Linked DNA regions of Mus musculus: all the other regions are linked to region 1. Evidence: chromatin contacts called from public Hi-C data. All regions are on one chromosome and are shown on one strand. Each heading gives the region's core, a stretch centred on a gene start, on an enhancer-like site or on the middle of the called end of the contact. The rest is flanking DNA. Distances are from core to core; before and after follow the strand shown. Region 1 has its middle 18 kb from the start of Gm30443. Region 2 overlaps Ptpn13 (protein tyrosine phosphatase, non-receptor type 13). Region 3 overlaps Ptpn13 (protein tyrosine phosphatase, non-receptor type 13).

Evidence for each region. A called contact is a pair of places that touch in the nucleus more often than the background predicts.
Region 2: a Hi-C map of uterus shows a contact between it and region 1. The contact joins two enhancer-like sites. A contact is called at or near these places in 1 of 484 Hi-C or Micro-C datasets (uterus), 7 of 115 datasets of contacts at active chromatin or transcription factors (embryonic fibroblasts, embryonic stem cells, fibro-adipogenic progenitors and 2 more) and 1 of 9 other capture datasets (embryonic stem cells).
Region 3: a Hi-C map of Sertoli cells shows a contact between it and region 1, with 3 times the contacts expected there. The contact joins two enhancer-like sites. A contact is called at or near these places in 2 of 484 Hi-C or Micro-C datasets (Sertoli cells and peritoneal macrophages), 5 of 115 datasets of contacts at active chromatin or transcription factors (the NIH/3T3 cell line, embryonic stem cells, heart atrium and 2 more) and 1 of 9 other capture datasets (embryonic stem cells).

What each region holds. Positions count from the first base shown.
Region 1 is chr5:103,375,515-103,379,773 of GRCm38.p6, reverse strand. No RefSeq gene overlaps it. Among named protein-coding and RNA genes, the nearest start is that of Gm30443, 18 kb to the right of the region's middle. Within about 2 kb of position 1,978, at least 122 of the 459 cell types and tissues checked have an H3K27ac peak or open chromatin away from gene starts, as enhancers often do. A contact at or near this core is called in Sertoli cells, embryonic fibroblasts, fibro-adipogenic progenitors and 1 more, where this site is marked.
Region 2 is chr5:103,590,573-103,594,831 of GRCm38.p6, reverse strand. It overlaps Ptpn13 (protein tyrosine phosphatase, non-receptor type 13), which reads right to left. Exons shown (of 48, transcript NM_011204.2): 45 at 3,479-3,816; 46 at 1,110-1,325; 47 at 153-215. Among named protein-coding and RNA genes, the nearest start is that of Slc10a6, 37 kb to the left of the region's middle. Within about 2 kb of position 1,856, at least 56 of the 459 cell types and tissues checked have an H3K27ac peak or open chromatin away from gene starts, as enhancers often do. A contact at or near this core is called in embryonic fibroblasts, fibro-adipogenic progenitors and uterus, where this site is marked.
Region 3 is chr5:103,567,637-103,571,895 of GRCm38.p6, reverse strand. It overlaps Ptpn13 (protein tyrosine phosphatase, non-receptor type 13), which reads right to left. Exons shown (of 48, transcript NM_011204.2): 33 at 3,712-3,870; 34 at 2,295-2,466; 35 at 1,988-2,198. Among named protein-coding and RNA genes, the nearest start is that of Slc10a6, 60 kb to the left of the region's middle. Within about 2 kb of position 2,100, at least 13 of the 459 cell types and tissues checked have an H3K27ac peak or open chromatin away from gene starts, as enhancers often do. A contact at or near this core is called in Sertoli cells, where this site is marked.

The DNA.
Region 1 (4,259 bases), core at 729-3,228:
TCGAACTCAGAAATCCGCCTGCCTCTGCCTCCCAAGTGATGGAATTAAAGGCGTGCGCACCACACCCGGCTCAAGTAAACCATGAAATGCTCAAACTGAAATCAACTTCTGTGTGTTACACAAGAGACTGGTTAAAACAGTGTGAGAGCCATAGTGACTCCAGAGCCTGTGTGGGAAACTCAATGTTCTCCTAAGTGACACAGCTTTTGGTTCATAATTATTTTATTGTTTAAGAGGTTGGGAGGCTGGCCTTGTAGTTCAGCCTGTGCAGCACTATTTGTGGATGTCTCAGGGCATCCATGTTCAAAACTTCAATGGCTACCGCAGCACTTGATGGGACTACCTTCAGTTATATAGACCAGCAGTGACTAACACGTGGTTTTATGGTACAGGTCTGTCATTCTGCAAGATCACAGGACCAAAACTCAGAAAAGCCCCTGTAGTGGTTTGAATATGCTTGACTCAGGGAGTGGCACTCTTAGGAGGTGTTGTCTTCGTGGAGTAGGTGTGGCTTTGTTGAAGGAAGTGTGTCACTGTGGGAGTGGGCTTTGAGACCCTCCTCCTAGCTGCCTGGAAGACAGTCTCTCCTGGTTGCTTTAAAATCAAAATGTAGAACTCTCAGCTCCTTCTCCAGCACCATGCCTGCCTGGATGCTACCATGCTTCTTGCTATGATGATAATGGACTGAACCTCTGGAACTGTAAGCCAGCCCCAATTAAATGTTTTCCTTTATAAGAGTTGCCTTGATCATGGAGTCTCTTCACAGGAACGGAAACCCTAAGACAGCCTCTGGCTTCTGTTGTTGTCAACTTGTGAGTTCTAATAATTCTAGGGGTTGGAGAGATAGATGGCTTAGCAAATTAAAGGCACTTTCAAGGTAAAGGTAGGAGGTGACAGCCAATACCTGCTATGTGTCTTCCAACCTACAAGTGTGCTCTGGTATGAGCTTGCCTATACACCCACCCACCCGGTAAAGAAATGTAAAGAAAGGAAAATTAAGAAAGAAACGGTTAATTCTGATTGAAAGCCCCACCCTTTTCACTTTGAACTGATCCCTGAAATTCTGTTGCCTTGCAGATGTGGCACGGCAGTTTGCCCTTAAGAAGAATTACAGATACTCTCTACTATATATCAAACATGGAACTATATCCTTTAACACGTGAAATAGGTGCTTACTCTCTTTGGATCTATTTAGATTCTGATTTAGATCCCTGACCTGAATGGACGCTGAACAAACGTCTGATGGGTTGACAGGTTCTGTTCTAAGAACTCTTCACGGTCTCGTTCTTCCCCTGCGCTGCTCTGACAACATCCCACTTCCCACAGTCCTCCTCTCTCAGGTGCTGCGCATGCCCACTGTAGAAAACGCAGGACTCAAGATATAGGATGCATACAAGGGTCTGATAACACTTTCTAGTTCTTTTGTTGACTAATGTCTTTTTCATGATAGAACACAAACACATAACAAACAAACAAACAAACAACAACAACAAAACTGAAACAAGCCAACATTCAAAATCACGGTCATCCTGTTTTCTTGCTTCCCTTTCCTAGTCTTTTCTCAAACTCCCCAGGAAGCAAGTCCAAAGATTCTGTCTCCTGAAATCGGGAAGTAGAGCCTGCCGGGTGCCCTCCCTCCCACCCCCAATCCCTACCTCCCTCCTCCTCAGCCAGTCACCAGTTTTTGGTATGGAAAGAAAGGGGGTATCTTGGGCTTGTGTCTGTAACTATGAAGCTGCTTTGTAATCGAAAGCTCTCCTCTGCTCACAGGAAGCAATCGGGTCAGAACAACTTCCTCTCAACAGTTCAAGGGGCTGATTGTCTCCCAAGCTTATCACATAGACTCCCAGAAATCCCCGCGGGCAATAGAACATAAATGACCTTTTTTTTTTTTTTTAAATGGTCACCCAAGTACACTCATCTCAAAGTAGCTTTTCTGAGCCTTATTGATTTATTAAATGGGCTTGCAAGTTTTTACTGGTCACAATGAAAGATTTGAAAGAGCACGCAAGTAGGCGACGACGCTTCAAGTCACTGACATTTGTGGCTCTAAGCAACTACAGAGATAAGATATTTCTGGTCAGAGTGCTGAGTGCACAGTGGCTACAATGTAGTCAGTGATCAGCCTCAGGAAGCAGCGGGTTTCCTTCCCCATCCCTCCTGTCCCTCCGGGAGAAGGTTGTTTGTGGCCCAGTGTGAACACTGAAGCCGGCCATCAGCTGCCTTGTTTAAAATGCGAGGGATCTTTATTCTGTGTGGCCTCCTGCTTCCCCACCTCATGTTAGGAACCTTTTTCCTGCTCAGGGATTAAAATCCTAAATACCGGAAAGGCGCTGCACATTACTGGATTCAGAACAATGACTTCCTCTCTCCAGGACAAGCCCTTCTGAGGCATTCTCTGGAACTGATAACCTTATGGGAAGTCCTTCATCCTCCCACACCTCCAACTTCTCTCTTTTAGCAACATTAACCTGGGCCAGGAGTTTCTCCCTCTGCCTCCCAGTCCCAGTCTCATCTTTCATGACATGTCTGCTGAGGTCTTGCCTGCAGTTCTGTGGAGGGGATGCCTCGCCTTCTCGTTCTTTTTAAAAGGTCCGTGGTTTTTTTGTTTTTTTGTGGCATGGCTGTCTCTTATTTTCTCCGCTGGTTTCCCCTTCCTTGGTGACTCACTGGGTCTCTTCAGATCTCATGCTGAAGCTCCGTGTTACTGTTTTCTTTGGCCAGGGAGCTTGACTCCCACACACTCGACTCCCCTCACTCCCCTGGTTGCTCTTGCCAAGGTTGCAGCGAGCTTAATTGTATCTTTTTTGTATGTTCAGTTTTTTATTTTAGTTCTTCACTTTCTTTTTAGCGTTTGAGAAATTTTGTTTTGTTAGAATTGAGTCACTCAGTTCATGTACATTCAGTTCTCCCCTTTGTAGAAGTTAGGGTGATCGCAGCGATGAATGGCAGTGGATTTTCACAACATGAACAGGAAGGCTCGAGAGTTTCTGTTTTCCTCTTCAGATGTGAGCGATGTTTCACCCAGCACATCCCTCTGATACGGGGTGAGTTTGTATTTACGAAACCAGAGAAAACCTTCAAACACGGATTACAGAGAGTCCACAGTTCCCAGAGGAAGTAGCAAGGAGATGATACAAGAATAGAAGAGAAAGAGAAACGTATCTGGAAGTTAGTTCGATGAGATCATGGTTAGCTTTAAACTGATGTAATGGTTGCTTGTCTAGTCATTAATAGTCCTGCTTTCTCTTTCTATGTCCAAAGACTTCCTCAACCTTCAGCCCCACCCAAACACACAAAGCAGGGAGATACTGCATCTCTCCCTGGGGCCTCCTGGGATTCCTTTGCCTGGATGCCTCCAGGAGCTTAATCTCTCTAAAGTGCTGGGGATTGAACCCAGAGCCTCATGTATGCTGGGTCAGTGCTCTGTTTCATTGAGGCCCAGTCTCCATTATACTTCTTACTCCGGGAAAAAGGTTGTTGTTGTTGTTGTTGTTTTGCCACAGGCTACTGTTAAATGAAATACGAAGGGTTTTTCTTCATTCTGTTCGTTGTTGCTTGGGCACCATCCCAACCTCGCTGCTTGGGCTCCTGCTGTAGATCGCAGTGACCTGAGTTAGCTGTGCCTTAGTCTTGGTGATAGGCAGCACCGGATTGTAATGTGTTTCTTTTGACAGAGTTGGTTTGAAAGCAAGACGGAAACATACAAATGATGTTAAATATTGCCCAGAAGCAAAACAAGCAGCCACTGCCATGTTTGCTAGGACATTTCTGAAGTTAAGAGCTCTGCTGGAGTAGTTAGGATACACCCCATCTGCAAGTATCTCAGAAATGTTAAGGTGGAAATTGAGCTAGGGCATGGCTGCAGGTCAGTGATATTATAGGGGAATCTAGCTTTTTATTTTATAGATGAAGAAACAAGGTTCGGGAGGCCGAGGGACTTACAGATAGCCCCACAGCTTGTGTGTGGCAGAGTTTGAGGCTCTTAAGTCCTCTTAAGGATTTCCATCACTTACTAAACTCAAAAGACAAAAGGTCCTAAGACATGTTATTTTAAGGTAGATTTCCCTCGAGTATTATTTTTCTATATCTATTTCAAGTAAAAATGCAATATGAGCTCTTATGAAGAATAGAAAATTCGGAAACACAGGTCGGGGTGTGGTTCAGTGATCCAGCACTTGTCTACCCAGGTGAGACCCTGTGTTCCACCCTCAGCACCGGAAAGAAGTAGGGAGGAGGGTGTGGGAACCAGGACGGAG
Region 2 (4,259 bases), core at 607-3,106, 220 kb before region 1:
TCATCCTGTTACCTGAAGGCTGAGATGAGAAGAGCGCTTGAGCCCAGGTTAGCCTGGGCCATAGCAAGATCATCTCAGAAAGACAGACAGAAAGAGAATACAAATTCAAGAGCAACTTTTAAACTATTAGTCTCAGAAGAAGTCCTCCTCACCTCGGTCTGCACCATGCCGTGCCTCTGAAGCCTCATGCAGCGCACTAGGTCAGAGATGTCGAACTGCCGGGACACAGAGTGGTGCGTTAGACACAAGCTGGGTGATGCGAAGGCGTCCCCTGTGGGGTCCTCACCCCTGCCCCTCCTCACGACTCGTCAAACTCTCCAGTATAATGACTTCCTGAAGTGACCTTCTATGATACAGTATTTCTAAGAACTAGAGTCTACTATGTTTGAACGTCTTTGATACACATTCTCTTCCTCTGACATTTAGCTAATTTCTTAAACTATAAAAAAATAATGTAAGCAATATTCCTCACACTAATGTCCAGAATAAAATTCCATTTCCTTTTAATTTAGCTGATGCTTGACAGTCTGAGACGAGGGCAGACTGGACTGCTGGGTGTGCCCCACTTCAGTTATCATAGGTTATAGGAGTATCAAGAACTGGATAGAACTGCATCATCTAAAACCCTTTAAGAGACAGACCCTTTAATCTCTATATCTCTATCATCTACCTATCTACACACATACATATATATATACATACTATATATTGATTATATACAATATACAATTATATCCAAAAACTATATATATATTTAAATACAAGATATTTTGGCAATTAAGGAAGTTTCATACGAATTTAGATTAGAGTCAAAGTAAGATCACACTGTTACTTGCTTTATTAATATTTAAAAATTAAGAGTAACTACTTAGAGTAATAGATTAGTATTAATTTTCAAACAAAATTACCAATTTCTTATCTATAGGTAACAAGGACAAAGCTCAATATTTTTCTTTTTAAAAGTGGACTGTCTTTTGGACTTTGGTATTTCCTGTAGTCATGGCAACAGTACTGACTTGCTCTCACAGAGAAGCTTACTGTCTGTACAAGGTGAAACAACACATTTAGACAGTCACATCGCCCAGCACTCGGCCGTATCTTGTACTTACTTCCAGATCCTGGCTGATTAAGCCTAGGACCACGTCTATGCAAATGAGGGTTCCTGAGCGTCCAATGCCAGCGCTGCAGTGTGTGATGACTGGGCCCGACCTACGGATGTGTCTCATGTAGGAGATGAATGTGAGCAGGTCGTCTGGCTGCGACGGTGTATCGTGGTCTGGCCAGGCAGTGAAATTCAGATGAGAAATATGTCGCACCTCCCCTGTCTGAAAGTGTAAAATGTAGTGAGTTACAATGTCACCTGTCCCTAAGTCAGGTCCTTACAGTATCATTTCCATCTTTCAAATTTGAGTGGTATATTGAATCAGATCAAAAGAAAAAATGGAAGAGATAAAAAGGTATAAACATACAAAGCTGGGTATGGTGGCATATGCCTAATTTCCAGTATTCAGACCAAGAGAGGAGGACGGAGTATTCAAGGCCAGCTTAGGGTACAGAGCAAGACTGTGGCTAAAACCGACAACAACAGATTGAAAAATACACGGACTGCATCACCACCGCCCAGTCCTAGTGGCTAGGGATGGTACCCAGGCCTCTGTGGGCTCATTTAAGTGATATGTTTGGCAATGTCAGTCTCAGAACTTTATTCTTTCTTTCCCATTAGAACTCCTCCTCCCCCAGCATCCTCTGGTTTTATTATCTGCTTCGTTTTCCTCAAATGCAGCCTCTCAGGCCATCCTGTGTTGTTGAACACACAGCCTGTATCTCAGAGTCCAGCAACCCTTCCTTTCGGTTTTGTTTTCCCAGCAGCACGACTAACACAGCCAGCCCACGCCCACGCAGGCAGCAAGCTCCATGTGGGTACTGAACGGCTGTCTGCCTGTTGTTAAAATGCTGGACCTGGGGTCCATGCCAGGGTTTGAGTTGGACTACTCTACTGTGATTCATGATCAGGTCACCTGAGGAACACGAAGTGCTAAGCTCATCTGAGCAATGGGTAAGCTCGTGTGAGCCAAAACATCACCTGGCAGGACCTAGGAGCATTAATTAAAATGTGTTAACTAAAATGTTTAGGTTTCATAAAGGAATAAAAGCTCTGACACTTTGTAAATAATAAGGAAAGTCTCATAACACGTTTATATGTCGCCAATGGAAGTGAATCAGCATACTGTTTTGTTTTTGTTTTGTTTTGTTTTCCTTCTAGAAAAGCTGAAGAAAGCTCAGGGGTAAAGTGCTTGTCACATAAGCATGGAGTCTGAGCTTGCATCCCCAGCATCCACAGAAAAAGTTGGGCATGGGGACTGCCCTTTAATCCTGTGCTGGGGAGATGGAGTCAGGAGGATTCCTGGGGCTGGAAGGCAGCCGGAGCAGTTCAATCTGGGAGCTCCGTGTTCAGTGGCCGAGTCTTTCTCAAGGGAGGCAGAGAGCCACAGAGGAAGGAAGATTCCTACATCAGCCTCTAGCGTACACGTGCGCACAGACATACCTACACATCTATGTACACACACAAACACATATACACACAGAGAAGGAAAAACAAAGAAACGTTGAAGAAAGTTAAAGACTCATGAGCAAACATGGCTTTGCATAGCTCATATTTCCGGGAAGGGTGCACCAGGTGAGGGAATGCCACACTGAAGAGACAGACGGCTGGCTCTGTCTAAAGGCCGATCACAAGCTAGCATGCACTAGTTTTATCCAGTGTGTCTGGCAAGTGTGTCAATGACAGCTGATATGGCACAGCTGTGCACACCCGCTAAACATGTAGGCTGCCTTCACCGGACGTGTTCTCATAGCCACAGATTTCTTAAAACAGCTTCAATTAGTCTACTTAGATATTGGACCCTGTAGGTGTTAAACAAAGCAAGTTTCATCAGGTGTGCTGGCACATGCCTTTAATCCCAGCACTTGGCAACCAGAAGTAGGCCAATCTAGAGTTCAAGGCCAGCTTAGCCTGGTCTACAGATCGAGTTCCAGGACAGCCAGGGCTACACAGGGAAACCTTATCCCGAAAAAAAACAACAACAATAATAATAACAACAACAGTAATGGTTCTATGTACACTGCAGTTTATGAACTGTTTTGTGCTGTTTATTCCTAAGCACAGACTGATGATCATGTTAAAACCCCATGTTTGTTCTAATACAGCATCTACCAGATGAAACTGAATGAGGGCCACTCTTAAAACTCTACTGGAAGCTGCGTGTGGTTTGACAGGATCACACATTCCTGTAATCCCAGTACCCAGGAGACAGAAGCAGGGGGATCAGGACTTCCAGGTTGTTGTAGCTGTATAATGACTTTGAGGCCAGTCTGGGCTACGTGAGACCTGGTCTCAAAAATAAAAGATAGTAGATGCCCTGCTTTTGTTGTGGCCTCCCGGAGAGCGTGCAGGTCTGCTTTCTGACGAGTGACTGACCTGAATATCCTCCAGGGCCATCACCCGCACGATGAAGCCCTTCAGCTGCTGCATCCTCAGGAGGGCCAGGCGCAGCCTCTCGTTGGCCATGGTGGTTGTGCCCAGGATGCTTGGCCAGTACCGCTGGCATTTGATCTTTTCTCCTTCCACCTCCTGCGTCATCATTGCTATCACCGTGGAGTTCTGCTCCCAAACCATCTGCCAAAAATCCCCCACAGTGGTGGGCAACGGCCCCTGGCAGGCAATGTACACGAATTCCTGGGTCCCCACCGGGATCCTGATGAAACTGGCATTGATGTATCCACCTTCATCTCCAAGAGGCACTCTTGTGGTGTCATCTGTGAATGTCCACAGCAAAAGGGCATGTCACCACCATGTATTGTCACCACAAGTTTCACAAGAAGCTGGAGTCAATGACTACAATGGTTCCTAGGGCCCTCCTTGTGTGTGTGTTGATGATGTGCATTTCAACCAGCAGCAGTCCAGATCATATTTATGGTGTTTGTTACACTCTATCTAAATGTCAGCTTGGTGGCTTTCTATGAAACTTGGGGTTTACTGACATAGAGTTTGTATTACAAGTGTGGTAACATGTAACAAAGTAACTTAACAAACAGTAGACCATCACAGTAAGTAAGGAGGGAAACAAACATAAACATTGTTACTTCTCTGTCAGTATTTAGATACCAGTGACAAGGGTTCTGAATGATGGAACAAACTCTTTCATAGAACAAAAGCTCGCTCTGAAGTGACACTGTCAAAGTGGCTGCTAGGGACATGA
Region 3 (4,259 bases), core at 851-3,350, 190 kb before region 1:
ATGCAAGTTCTTCCTTTTTTTAAAATTATTTTTAATTAGGTATTTTCTTCATTTACATTTCAAATGCTATCCTGAAAGTTCCCTATACACTCCCCGTGCCCTGCTCCCGAACCCACCCACTCCTGCTTCCTGGCCCTGGCATTCCCCTGTACTGGGGCATATGATCTTCGCAAGTCCAAGGGCCTCTCCTCCCAATGATGGCCGACTAGGTCATCTTATGCTACATATGCAGCTAGAGACATAGCTCTGGGGAGCACTGGTTAGTTCATATTGTTGTTCCTCCTATAGGGTTGCAGACCCCTGTAGCTCCTTGGGTATTTTCTGTAGCTCCTCCATTGGGGGCCCTGTGTTCCATCCAATAGCTGACTGTGAGCATCCACTTCTGTGTTTGTCAGGCACTGGCGTAGCCTCACAGGAGACAGCTATATCAGGGTCATGTCAGCAAAATCTTGCTGGCGTATGCAATAGTGCTAAGAGGGCTGATTCCACCCAGGTTCTGGGAATGAGGCGTGGCCACCCAAAGCCACCTGGTTTATTTCTATCTTCTGCTGCAGTTCACAGATTGGCCATATTGTAGGCCTGGGCACAACAGTGGTGACTGTGGGATCCCCGCTTGAAAATGGCTCTAGATGGAGGCATGTGAGAAGAACAGCTGGAGCAATCATCTGGTCGCCATAGAGAAAACCGATACACCAGAAATAATGGCAAAGAGCAAGAGGAACCAGATGACTTACACAAACCAATAAACTCCCTTTCTTGGCCAAACAGAACTGAGGTATGTTTCTGGTCCTTGCAATGTACTTGATATGTACTAACTGCCTATTAATTGGAGTCACACTGAAGCATTTCCCTGCTTAGCTGTTTCCCTTCTTAGACTCTATATGGAACTCTCTTCTACTGTTACTCTTTTATTGGCTGTGAATTAGTAATTCTGTAATGCCTGTATGAGGGTACAAGCACAACCAATGACTGAACTGTATGCTTACAGACCCAAAAGGCTGTAAATGACTGTCCAGTATCTTGTGCATGCAGACATACACAACTATAAGGCTGTAGACTAACGCCCAGTACCTTGTGCATGCATATACCCAAGGCTATAGACTACTGCCCAGTACCTTATCCATACACACACCCAAGGCTGTAGACTACTGCCCAGTACCTTGTGCATACACACACCCAAGGCTGTAGACTACTGCCCAGTACCTTGTGCATACACACACCCAAGGCTGTAGACTACTGCCCAGTACCTTGTGCACACACACCCAAGGCTGTAGACTACTGCCCAGTACCTTATGCATACACACACCCAAGGCTGTAGACTACTGCCTAGTGCCTTATGCATACACACACCCAAGGCTGTAGATTACTGCCCAGTACCTTGTGCATACACACATCCAGGCTGTAGACTACTGCCCAGTGCTTTATGCATACACACACCCAGGCTGTAGACTACTGCCCAGTACCTTGTGCACACACACCCAAGGCTGTAGACTACTGCCCAGTACCTTGTGCACACACACCCAAGGCTGTAGACTACTGCCCAGTACCTTGTGCATACACACACACAAGGCTGTAGACTACTGCCTAGTGCCTTATGCATACACACACCCAAGGCTGTAGATTACTGCCCAGTACCTTGTGCATACACACATCCAGGCTGTAGACTACTGCCCAGTGCTTTATGCATACACACACCCAGGCTGTAGACTACTGCCCAGTACCTTGTGCACACACACCCAAGGCTGTAGACTACTGCCAGTACCTTGTGCACACACACCCAAGGCTGTAGAGTACTGCCCAGTACCTTATGCACACACACACCCAAGGCTGTAGAGTACTGCCCAGCACCTTGTGCACACACACACCCAGGCTGTAGACTACTGCCCAGTACCTTGTGCATACACACACCCAGGCTGTAGACTACTGCCCAGTGCTTTATGCATGCATACATATACCCAAGGCTGTAGACTTACTGCCTAGTTCCTACCTTGTTACTTTCAGCACCACTGAAGGAAGTGACAGGTCCAATGCCCTGTTTGCATCTTCCAAGGTCATTCCTTGTGTGCTGACTCCGTTCACATAATGGATGATGTCTAATAGCTGGAGACTACCGTCAACAGCTGCAGCTGACCTTGGGTTGATATCACTAATATACACCACTCCATGTGGACTGCCTTGACCTCCAGACAGGGAAAATCCTTCAAAGAACAGAAAACAATTATTTCTCAGTCACAGGAGTCTTGCTTTTAATGACGCATGGAGGCCGTCCTGAGCAAAGCTTGTGCTTTCCTTACCTAACTCCTCTCCGTGGCATGTGACTGTAATGTCGGGCAGCAGATGGGGAAATACTGGCATCCTGGGTAACTCCAGAATCCGCCCAAGAACTAATCTGACTGTTTTGGGTGCGGCTCGCAGCAGATTCACTGCATCTGTGTGGGTCATGTTTGTAACGTCTGTATCATTAACCTACAGAAGGAGAGAGAGGTAAGCTAAGGTTTGGTTTTTGGAACAGGAAACATAATTATAGTCTTTATCAGCCAGTAAGAGATTTATGGTGATGCAGTCTCTAATTTATTAGAATCTCTTTGCCTGCAGAGATTAGAGAGACAATGGTCAAGCCATTATGAATATAAAGTCGCTTACAAGTAAGTGCATACTTCATTGTCCTCCAGAATGTAAGAAACTGGCTGTCTCATGGACCTGAGATCAAAAGGACTTTCAGTTTAAGCAGCAGCCTGCAGCAATTCCCAAGAACCTATGTATATATGTATATAAAGGCTGTAGCGCAGAATGGTCTGACCCCCTCCCTGCCTTCACATCCCTCGTGCTGGGATTATAGGTGGGTGGCACTGTGTTAGTTCTCTGTAGTGCTGCGGCTTGAGTCCAGGGCTCTGTGCAAGCTACACATGCACTATCAACTGAGCGACACACCTAGTCCCCACCACCCACTTAAGAGACAGGGTCTCATGCTGAGCTTGCAACTTAGTCGAGAGTGATCTTGTATTCCTGACCTGACTGCCTCTACCCGCCAAGCGCTGAGACTTCAGGTGTGTGCACTCTGCCTTTAATTTTTAAGTGGTGGGGGAGAAAACATAAACCAGAGAAACTGTCATAACTTAGCACCTTCCCCAGTGCTGACTTGGTTTTGCTCATGGCTACAGTCTGGATGTGGCTCTCGTGTTAAGAGGCTAGGTCCTCCGCGTGACTAGACCGGAGGTGCACCTGCAGGAGGAGCAGCAGGACCCCGGACTCTCTGGCATCCTCCTGAGGTGGGATCTCTTCCTCTCATCCAGGTGATGCCTTCACTCAGGCTAGCTGCTGGAGCTATGTCTTCAAAGCTCCCATGCAGTGAGATAACTAAGCTTCTTTTGTTTTTAGTTAGCCTGTGTAAGGTATTTCATGATACTGATAAAAGATAGATTGAGACAGCCAGTCACATTTGTAAAAATGTCTCCATTCCCCTTAATTGTCTCACTTTAAAAAAATTATTATTTTATATAGAGCATTTGAGTGTTTTGCCTATTATCTATGTCTGTGTATCATCTGTGTGCCTGATAGCTGCAGAGGCCAGGACTGGAAATCCCTGGAACTGGAGTTACAGGCAGTTGTAAACCAACATGTTGGTGATGGACTTTGAACCCAGGTCCTCTGGAAGAACAGCCTGTGCTCTTAAAGCGCTGAGCCGCCTCTCCAGCCCCTTGGGGGTCTCACCTTTATAAGCCGGTCTCCAGCCTTTAGCCTTCCGTCACCTTTGGCTGGATCCTGTATGACATCATGGACATAACAACCAATACTCTGACTGCCTTTGGTTACTGTAAAGCCCAGACTTCCTTTTTCTGATTTAACCAGGGTAATGAGAAGCTCTACTTCCTAGAGAAAAAACACAAATTGACATAAGGTTGTCCTCTTTCTCCTATAGACAAACACACATGATTATTGCTGCCCTTGGCTAAGAGACAAGAAACACAAATCTTAACTTGGCCAAGTCGTCTCAGCTCTAGACAGGAAGCTCCTTTATTTCCAAGCATATAACATATGAAGTATAAAGTTAATGGTTGTCTCCAGTCTTTCCCTCTATGCTTACTCCCCCTCTTCATTCTCCTTCATCTTATAAGACTTTTTTCCTATCTGGAAGAGCCAGGACTGTATCAAGAGCCTCACACACGCCGGGCAGGGCTCTCCAGAGCGAGCAGGGCATAGCCAGGAGAAACAAGGCAGCCAAGTGGTGACACGTGGACAAAGACTTGGGCGGTGGGGGG